2 separate regions of the Mus musculus genome follow, and region 1 is linked to region 2. Evidence: chromatin contacts called from public promoter capture Hi-C data. All regions are on one chromosome and are shown on one strand. The core of a region is the stretch at or near the end of the contact, and the rest is flanking DNA. Distances in the headings are between cores, read along the strand shown. Region 1 holds the start of Cdhr2 (cadherin-related family member 2). Region 2 holds the start of Txndc15 (thioredoxin domain containing 15).

What was found. Capture Hi-C pulls out chosen DNA fragments and counts their contacts.
Region 1: a promoter capture Hi-C map of adipose tissue shows a contact between it and region 2, with 4 times the contacts expected there. The contact joins the promoter of Cdhr2 here to the promoter of Txndc15 in region 2. A contact is called at or near these places in 2 of 39 promoter capture datasets (cranial neural crest and pre-B cells), 2 of 484 Hi-C or Micro-C datasets (CD4 T cells and CD8 T cells), 2 of 115 datasets of contacts at active chromatin or transcription factors (bone marrow-derived dendritic cells and thymic regulatory T cells) and 2 of 9 other capture datasets (adipose tissue and liver).

The regions. Positions count from the first base shown.
Region 1 is chr13:54,699,463-54,703,361 of GRCm38.p6, forward strand. Cdhr2 (cadherin-related family member 2) reads left to right here and starts at 2,001. Exons shown (of 32, transcript NM_001033364.3): 1 at 2,001-2,107.
Region 2 is chr13:55,713,010-55,716,935 of GRCm38.p6, forward strand. Txndc15 (thioredoxin domain containing 15) reads left to right here and starts at 1,641. Exons shown (of 5, transcript NM_175150.3): 1 at 1,641-1,835. The coding sequence starts at 1,769.

The DNA.
Region 1 (3,899 bases), core at 751-3,250, 1.0 Mb before region 2:
TGTTCTGCCGGGGCACACAGATGAAAGGCTGTTCTGCTAAAGCAGACACATGAAAGGACGCATGATGTTTAGAAAGATGATAAATATGACTCCACAGACACTGGGAGCTCGAGCATTGACTGGTTCCACCTCACTCGCTAGTCTTCGCTGACGACCTTCATGTATTGGTTGGCCTTACATTGTGTTGGTGAGCTTTGCTTGTGGTGGAAAGAAACTCGTCTAAGAACTCCTGAGGTTTCTTGTGGCTTCTTGCAGCTTCAGCAAGCTCCAGCCCGTTGGTGAGACTCCCAGTTTCTTTTGATTCGTGTGTGATGTCTGTTGAGTGGACTGGACTGCAGCTGCTGATTGGGGTTTGGTGTTTCCTCGTGGACTGAACTAAGGAGAAAGAAGATTGGAAGATCCCAAAGAACTGTTTCTAAACAGGCCCACTTCCAGGGGCTGGAGAGATGGCTCAGCGGTTAAGAGCATTGACTGCTCTTCCAGAGGCCATGAGTTCAATTCCCAGTAACCACATGGTGGCTCACAACCATCTATAATGGGATCTGATGCCCTCTTCTGGTGTGTCTGAAGACAGCTACAGTGTATTCATATACATAAAATAAAAAAATAAATCTAAAACAAAAAAAGGTCCACTTCCCCATATCCTTTTTTTTGTTTGTTTTTTGTTTTTTGAGACAGGGTTTCTCTGTGTAGCCCTGGCTGTCCTGGAACTCACTCTGTAGACCAGGCAGGCTGGCCTTGAACTCAGAAATCCACCTGCCTCTGCCTCCCGAGTGCTGGGATTAAAGGCATGTGCTAACATGCCCACTCACTTCCCCATATTCTAATAAACTTTCCTACTACCTCTGGTGGGTGGTGGGCTAGAGGGGAGGTTGAACCCTTATGGAAGTAGGTTGTGAAAAATACATGCCCACACTAGGTGCTCAGCAAATACAGATTCTCCTCCTTCCTCAGAGACGTGAGGCCAGCCTTCAATGGGACCTTGCAGAACCATGAGCTCTTTGGGTAGATTGGTGCTTCCTGAGAACCCGCAGCAGCACACCAGGATTGCACAGGGATGCCTCGGTCTCCAGAGCGAACAGCAGCCACTCAGCCAGGAAGGGGCGCACGGCTGGTGAGCTGCAGCATGGGCCTCCTTCCTACTATGAGGTAAGATGAAATGAACTTGGGGACCTGTTCCCCCGAGGGAGGCCACCACTGGGAGTGTGTGGAGCCCCTGGGGCAGTGTGTGATCCTGCCCTTTGATTTTGTTTGTTTGTTTGTTTGTTTGTTTGTTTGTTTTGTTTTCATTTGTTTTTTGAGACGGGGTTTCTCTGTCTAGCCCTGGCTGCCCTGGGACTAGCTCTGTAGACCAGGTTGGCCTCAACTCAGATATCTCCCTGCCTCTACTTCCCAAGTCCTGGGATCAAAGGCACCACTGCCTGGCTTGTTTTTGTTTCTTTGAGATAACATCTTATTATGTCTGGTTTAAAACTGGTTATAGAGACCAGCTAGGCCTGGTACTCACAGGGATCCACCTGCCTCTGTCTTCTGAGTGCTGGGATTAAGGACATATGCCACTATGCCCAGTGTTGGCCCTGCCCTTTGATGTCCTGCTTAGAGGGGACAAATACAGGGCTGAAAAGGCCTTGTTGGAACTGCAGGGTGGGTACCCCTTCATGCCGGCCTCGGGGCTTGGCCTGAGGGCTCAAGGGCTTGATAGCTGTCAAGTCTCTTCATCCCAAGAGATCTCCCCACACCGCTTTCTCTACAGGTCCCCACTGAAGATGAGCCAGGAGAGGACAGAAGGTCCTGACATGACCTCTGACTGTCACCACCTCTTGCTTGCAGTGAGACCCTGGGCTGGGCATTTGCCCCTTCTCTGTCACTGGGCCTGCCTATTCCTCCAGGGTTTTGCCTGCTCTGGTCACAGCCAGTGCCTTCTGAGGAGGTGTGGTCTCTGCATGGTTAATGATTGCTCAGAAGAGGTGGAGATGGTGCCAAAGTCTGCGCTGTGTTCTGCCGGCCCCAGACGGCGCCCACCTGTGACTGGTGTACATCACTGCCTCTGGGCCCCTTCCAGGGGCTGTCCAGATCAGCTGCTTCTGGGGGGGCTCTTAGCCCGAGGGTAAGCCTGGGTGGGGGGCTGTCCTTGGGATTGAGGCAAACTTTGAGTTCTTTCAGACTCAGTTTCCTGGCATCTGGAGTATGGAGGGAACACCAAGGGGAAGAGCTAGCTGTGGCGTTAGCTACTTGTCATGGGGAGGGCGGGAATTGATGAAGCTACCCGTGAAGCCTGTTTCTTCTAGAATGTAGGGTAAGATCTCCTCTCTAGGCAGTGGCAACCTCCTGTTTGCCTTCCTAAGTCCCTGAGAAGTGAATTGGCTACCTCATCTGTTACCTAAAAGGAGAAGATGAGGAAGATGGCTGAATCTGTCCCGGAGCCTGAGGAGGAAAGGCTGGCTCCACTCCGCCAGGCTCAGATCTTCATTCAGCTCCATGCAGACTTTGAGTGAGCTGCTGACTGCTTTTGGGCCTCAGTCTTTGCGTCTGTGGAGTGGGCACAGTACTAGTAGCCCCTGGAGGGCTCGTGAATCAGATATGGCAGGGTACGGAGGCTGTCCCTCTCAGACTCAGAGATCAAACGCTAGGTCACCTCAGGGAGGACTAACGATGCTGGTCCCAACCCTAACTTAGTCCTTGTCCTGGTCACAGGGTAAAGACTCAGCCAGGCCAGCTTGTGTCTTCAAACAGGACTTACATGCTGACTGGTCCCAGGTAGCATATCAGAGAATAATGACATTCCCCTGACCAGCCTAGGCCATAGCCTGCTCTCACCTCATTCCTCAGAGGAAAACCAAAGCTGAGGACAAGGGAGGCTCGCCCAGTGCTGGACAGACAGTATGTGAAATGCTAAAATCCTAACTTGGGGCCTGATCCATACCCGTCTCTCAGAGGAAGCAGCCAGGAGGGCGGGCACCATCTCTGGCTACAGGAAGCCCGGTATCCCTGGAAACTTAAAGGTCCCTGGGTCCGTATCTTGGGGAGCTGGATCACTTGGCTGGGCTGGTGGAATTAGGAGAGACCTTTGTTAGGCTCAGCAGAATGGTACCTGGGTCTAGCCTTGCCTGCAGCTGGTGATTGACCTTCTATCTTTGTTGTTGACTGTCCCTCTGATCTGATCTCTGTTTTCTTAGGGCAATGGAGAGTAACTGTGAGGTAGCTGCTTCCTTCCTGTGAGGCAGCTGTGGGAAGGAAGCAGAAGCGAAAGGAAGGGCTCAGGGAGCTGTGGAGGCTGAGGCAGGGTGGGGTGGCTGTGGGGTTAGCGAGCCCGCCCGTGGCTGAGCCTTTAGCAGGGGAGGGCTCCCTTCCTCTGTAGCCTTCCAAGATGTCCTGGGGTCTTCACATCCAGTCGACTGAATTGTAGAGTCTTTGGTTTCCTGGAGTCTTGTCGAACTGCGGCCAATGTGTCCGCTGAGACAAGAGAGAGGAAACCCCTGCTGTGTCAGGCCTGGCAGAGCATGACCTGGGTCTGGGGGTCCGTAGAGTGATCTGGAGCCCCTATGCTCCTGACTTTTCCTCAGACACTTTATAGGTGAATAGCTGTGCAGTTTTGTTTTTAACTGACACAAAGTAATTGAACATATTGATAGAGTCCAGCAGACCATCTCCACATTCCAGGGTGTGTCCTTCACAGCTACCATGCTCTCTGTGGTAGAGAGCCTCCTGTCCAGCCCCAAACCAGTGGGCTGGGAGCCTGGGAGCAAGGACCTGGGATTTCTAGGTTCTAGATCTGTTCTTTCTTTCATCTTTCTCCACTATCCCTATCTTCTTCTCCCTCCCTCCTTGCTTCTCTTTCCTTTTACGGGTCTCTCAATACAGCTCAGCCTTATATAGAACCAGAGGGCCTCCTCTCTGCT
Region 2 (3,926 bases), core at 391-2,890:
GAGGGCACCAGATCTCATTACAGATGGTTGTGAGCCACCATGTGGTTGCTGGGGTTTGAACTCGGCCTTCGGAAGAGCAGTTAGTGTTCCTAACCGCTGAGCCATCTCTCCAGCCCACTAGCTTGCTCTTTATGGTTTGCTCAGCCTGTTTTCTTATAGAACCCAGAATCAACATGCCTGGGTGGCCCCACCTACAATGGGCTGACCCTCCCACATCAGTCACTAATTAGGAAAATGCTCTGTAGGTTTCCTACAGCCCCACCATATGGAGGCATTTTCTCAGTTGAGGTTCCCTCCTCAGATGACCGTAATTTCCCATTTTGTCAAGATTGTAGTAAAAATTAAACTTTTATTAAAATTTTTTATTTAAATAAAAATTATTTACATTTTATGTTTCTGGGTGCTTTGCTTGCTTGTATATATGTGTGCACAGTATGGTACTGATGGAGGCAGTACTGGATCCTAGGAGCTGGAGGTGAAGAAGGCTGTGAGCTGCCATGTGGGTGCTGGAGATCAAACCCTGGTCCTGTGTTCTTAATGAGTGAGTCACTCCTCCAGGCTCAGGCTCTGAGCTTTAAATGCCAGACACTTACAGGACTTAAGTACTCAGGTTAGAGGCACATGCTTTGGAGTTTGAGTGACAGTGGACTAGTACCCAGCTACTAAGTTACTAAGTATTACAGCGTCTTGACTCAGATTGCCAAGACCTTTGGTTCATAACCCTTGGCCTTCTTCGAGAGCAGTATGTACTCTTAATCTCAAAGTTATCTTCCCCTCTCCCCTCCCCCTTTCTGCTCTCATCTCTTCAACTCCCTTCCCCTCCACTCTTTTCTCCTTCCTTTTCCCACCTCTCATTTTTGAGACAAGGTCTCATTCTGAAGCCCAGGCCAGTTCTGGAATTCATGATGTAGCCCAGACTGGCTTGGAACCCACAGTAATTCTCCTGCCAGAAGAGGGCATCAGATCTCATTATGGATGGTTGTGAGCCACCATGTGGTTGCTGGGATTTGAATTCAGGACCTCTTGAAGAGCAGTCATTGCTCTTAACTGCTGAGCCATCTCTCCAGCCCCCCTAAGTGTCATTATCTTAGGAGTCCCAGTGTTAAAACCAACCAACCAATTTGCCAGAAGTAGCAAATTATAGGATAGACAGTTACATACACACATACAGCAGTTATGCGAAGTTCAAATTTTTTTTTTTTTTTTAAAACTTCAGTCTTCGGACCTTCGGAAGAGCAGTCGGGTGCTCTTACCCACTGAGCCATCTCACCAGCCCGCGAAGTTCAAATTTAACTGGATCTATCCTCTGTCTGGCAACACAAGCTAGTGCAACATGCTGAAGTAATACATCAGACTATCTGTGATTTCCCAAGGTTCTGTCCCTCCTCCATTGTGCACAAGTTTCTTGGCCTTTTTGTCTCTTGAAATGAAAGGTATTAACTCCGCACACAGGTTCAGTACGTGTCGCAAGCAGCGAGGAGTTCTCATGGGAATGGCTATTGATGGCTGCTCGAATCCTACTTTGATACTTGTTCCCCAAAAGCGGCTTCCAGTACAGGTCGCACAGGCCTGGCTAGAGGCCGACCGCCCGACTCCAAGATGGCGTCTGCAGCGTCGGCCAGGAGTCAAGATGGCGGCCCGCGGCCACGCCTGCGCTCTGGGCTCTCCTCCCCGTAGTCTCCCTGGGGCGGGGGGTGCGACTCCGGTTGCCGGTGCGCCGATTTTCTTCCACCGCGGTGGCTGTCGCCGCGGCTCCCTGTCGCGCGCCATGCAACTCCTCTGCTGGTGGCAAGTCCTGCTGTGGGTGCTGGGCCTTCCGGCCCACGGCCTGGAGGGTGAGTGCGGATCGGGGTCCGGCGAAGGCGGCTGCGTGGGGCGACGCGCTGCCACCCGCGGGCGGTGCGGGACGGTGCGTGGCGGTGGGGGTGCTGGGCGGCGGAGGCCGAGCCTGCCCAGGCCCCTCGGCGGGCCTGGCCCGATACCCTCTGCGATGCGCACTTTATGATCAGCCGTCAAACGCAGACACCTGACTTTTGTTGTGTCCTGATTAGAATCCCAGAGCTCAGATCTCCTCCAGTCCTTCCAGCCGCCGCGGGAGACTGCTTCCGTTAATACCTTCATTTCACAGGCTGGAGACGAGGAGGCTCGGAGGGAATAAGCTATTTGCCTGTTCGCACTTAGTAGTAATATCAGAGCCTGAGGTCTCTCCGACTTCAAAGTTCACGCTGGAGTTCGCTCTTGCTGGGCCACTGTTTGAAAGTGGCCACTCTAGATTAGTTGGGATCTGTCTGAAGAAAACACCAAAAACCAACATCAGATTCCTGGGGCCCGTGTTTATGTGGGGACCCCTTTAAGTGGGTAAAGGAGCCACTCTGTGCTAGAGTGGGGAGCAGAGAGAGGCCTTCTTAGTTCATGGCTCTTTTATCCACTCCTATTAAAAGACCATTTCTTTCTTTCTTTTCTTTTGGATTCATTTATTTATTTTTAGTTGATTAGTTAGTATTTTTTTGAGACAATGTTTCTCTCTGGAACCTGGCTGTCCTAGAAATTACTCTGTAGGCCAGAGATCAAGAGATCTGCTTGTCTCTGCCTCCCGAGTGCTGGGATTAAATTCCACCACTGCCTGATTTACATCAAACATTTTTTGTTGCTATTGTCCTTTGTTTTGAGACAGCTCAGACCGACCCCCCCTCCCCCCAATCCTCCTGCCTGCCTAGGGCTGTTTCCATTTAGGGATGCCCAACCTGGAACTGAGACTCAGGACCTAAATCCTCTTTCAATATTATGCAGCCATAGATGAGGGCCTGAGATGGAAGCCAGTGTCTGTCAGATCTCACAGCCAAAAATTGAAATTTTCAATCTATTTAATCACTAGCCTTTAAAATGAAGATGTAAGTGGGGCAGTGGTGGTGCACACCTTTAATCCCAGCATTTGGGAGGCAGAGGCAGTCGGATTTCTGAGTTCGAGGCCAGCCTGGTCTACAAAGTGAGTTCCAGGACAGCCGGGGCTGTACAGAGAAACCCTGTCTCGAAAAACCAAAAAAAAAAAAAAAAAAAAAAAAAAGATGATATATGGAATAGTTGGCTCTCTAGACTTCTTTCTCAAAAAGAAGGCACTGGAACAAGCAGAGAATGGGGTCAGAGTGTTGTAATAAGTCTCGGCACCCTCCATCAGTGTTTATTACAGGCCTGTGGTGTTCCTGACCAGAAAGCAGCAAGGCTGGGAAACTGCTCCCTTTGGCCTGTGCTAGCTGTCTGAAGGTTCTAGACGGGTTCAGCAGCTGCCACCAGATGTGGTGGCACAGGCCTGTGATCTTACCCCAGCGTAGGTGGAGGCAGAAGGCTGGGGAGTTCAAAGCCTGTAGCAGACAAAAGAAACAGAACAATATTAGGTTTTTAGTTTCTCTACATTCAGTGCATACATTAATAGTTCCTCACTAAATACTCAGATTTCCCAGAGTTAGTAGTCATTGTGAACTCCTTGCAAAATGCACTATTCCTTCACACATTCGTACAGACCCTGAAGATACCACAGACTGACTAGGGTATTGGTCACGTGGTTAGGCTATAGCCTGGGCATAAAGGAACCTTCACAGCTGGTTCCTCCTCAGAGTGGCTGAAAATACAAGGCTTCCCCCTCCCTCACACCCCCAGCTACTATTGAGGGACTAGCATCTGGTTTTAGGGGTGCTGCCCAGGGACCTAGGAATGAGAGTGAACAACTGCCCTTGAGTTCCAAGATCCTGTAGTCATCTTTACTAGGGAGTCTGTCAGTGGATTGCTATTTTGTTACTTTCTTGGGGGCATGTGTCACAATGTAGCTCATTCTAGTTTGAAGTCACAGAAATCCCCCTACCACAGGTTCCCTGTAACTGGGATTTTAGGAGTGATCTACCACGCTCAGTTCACTGAGTCTTTCCATGAAT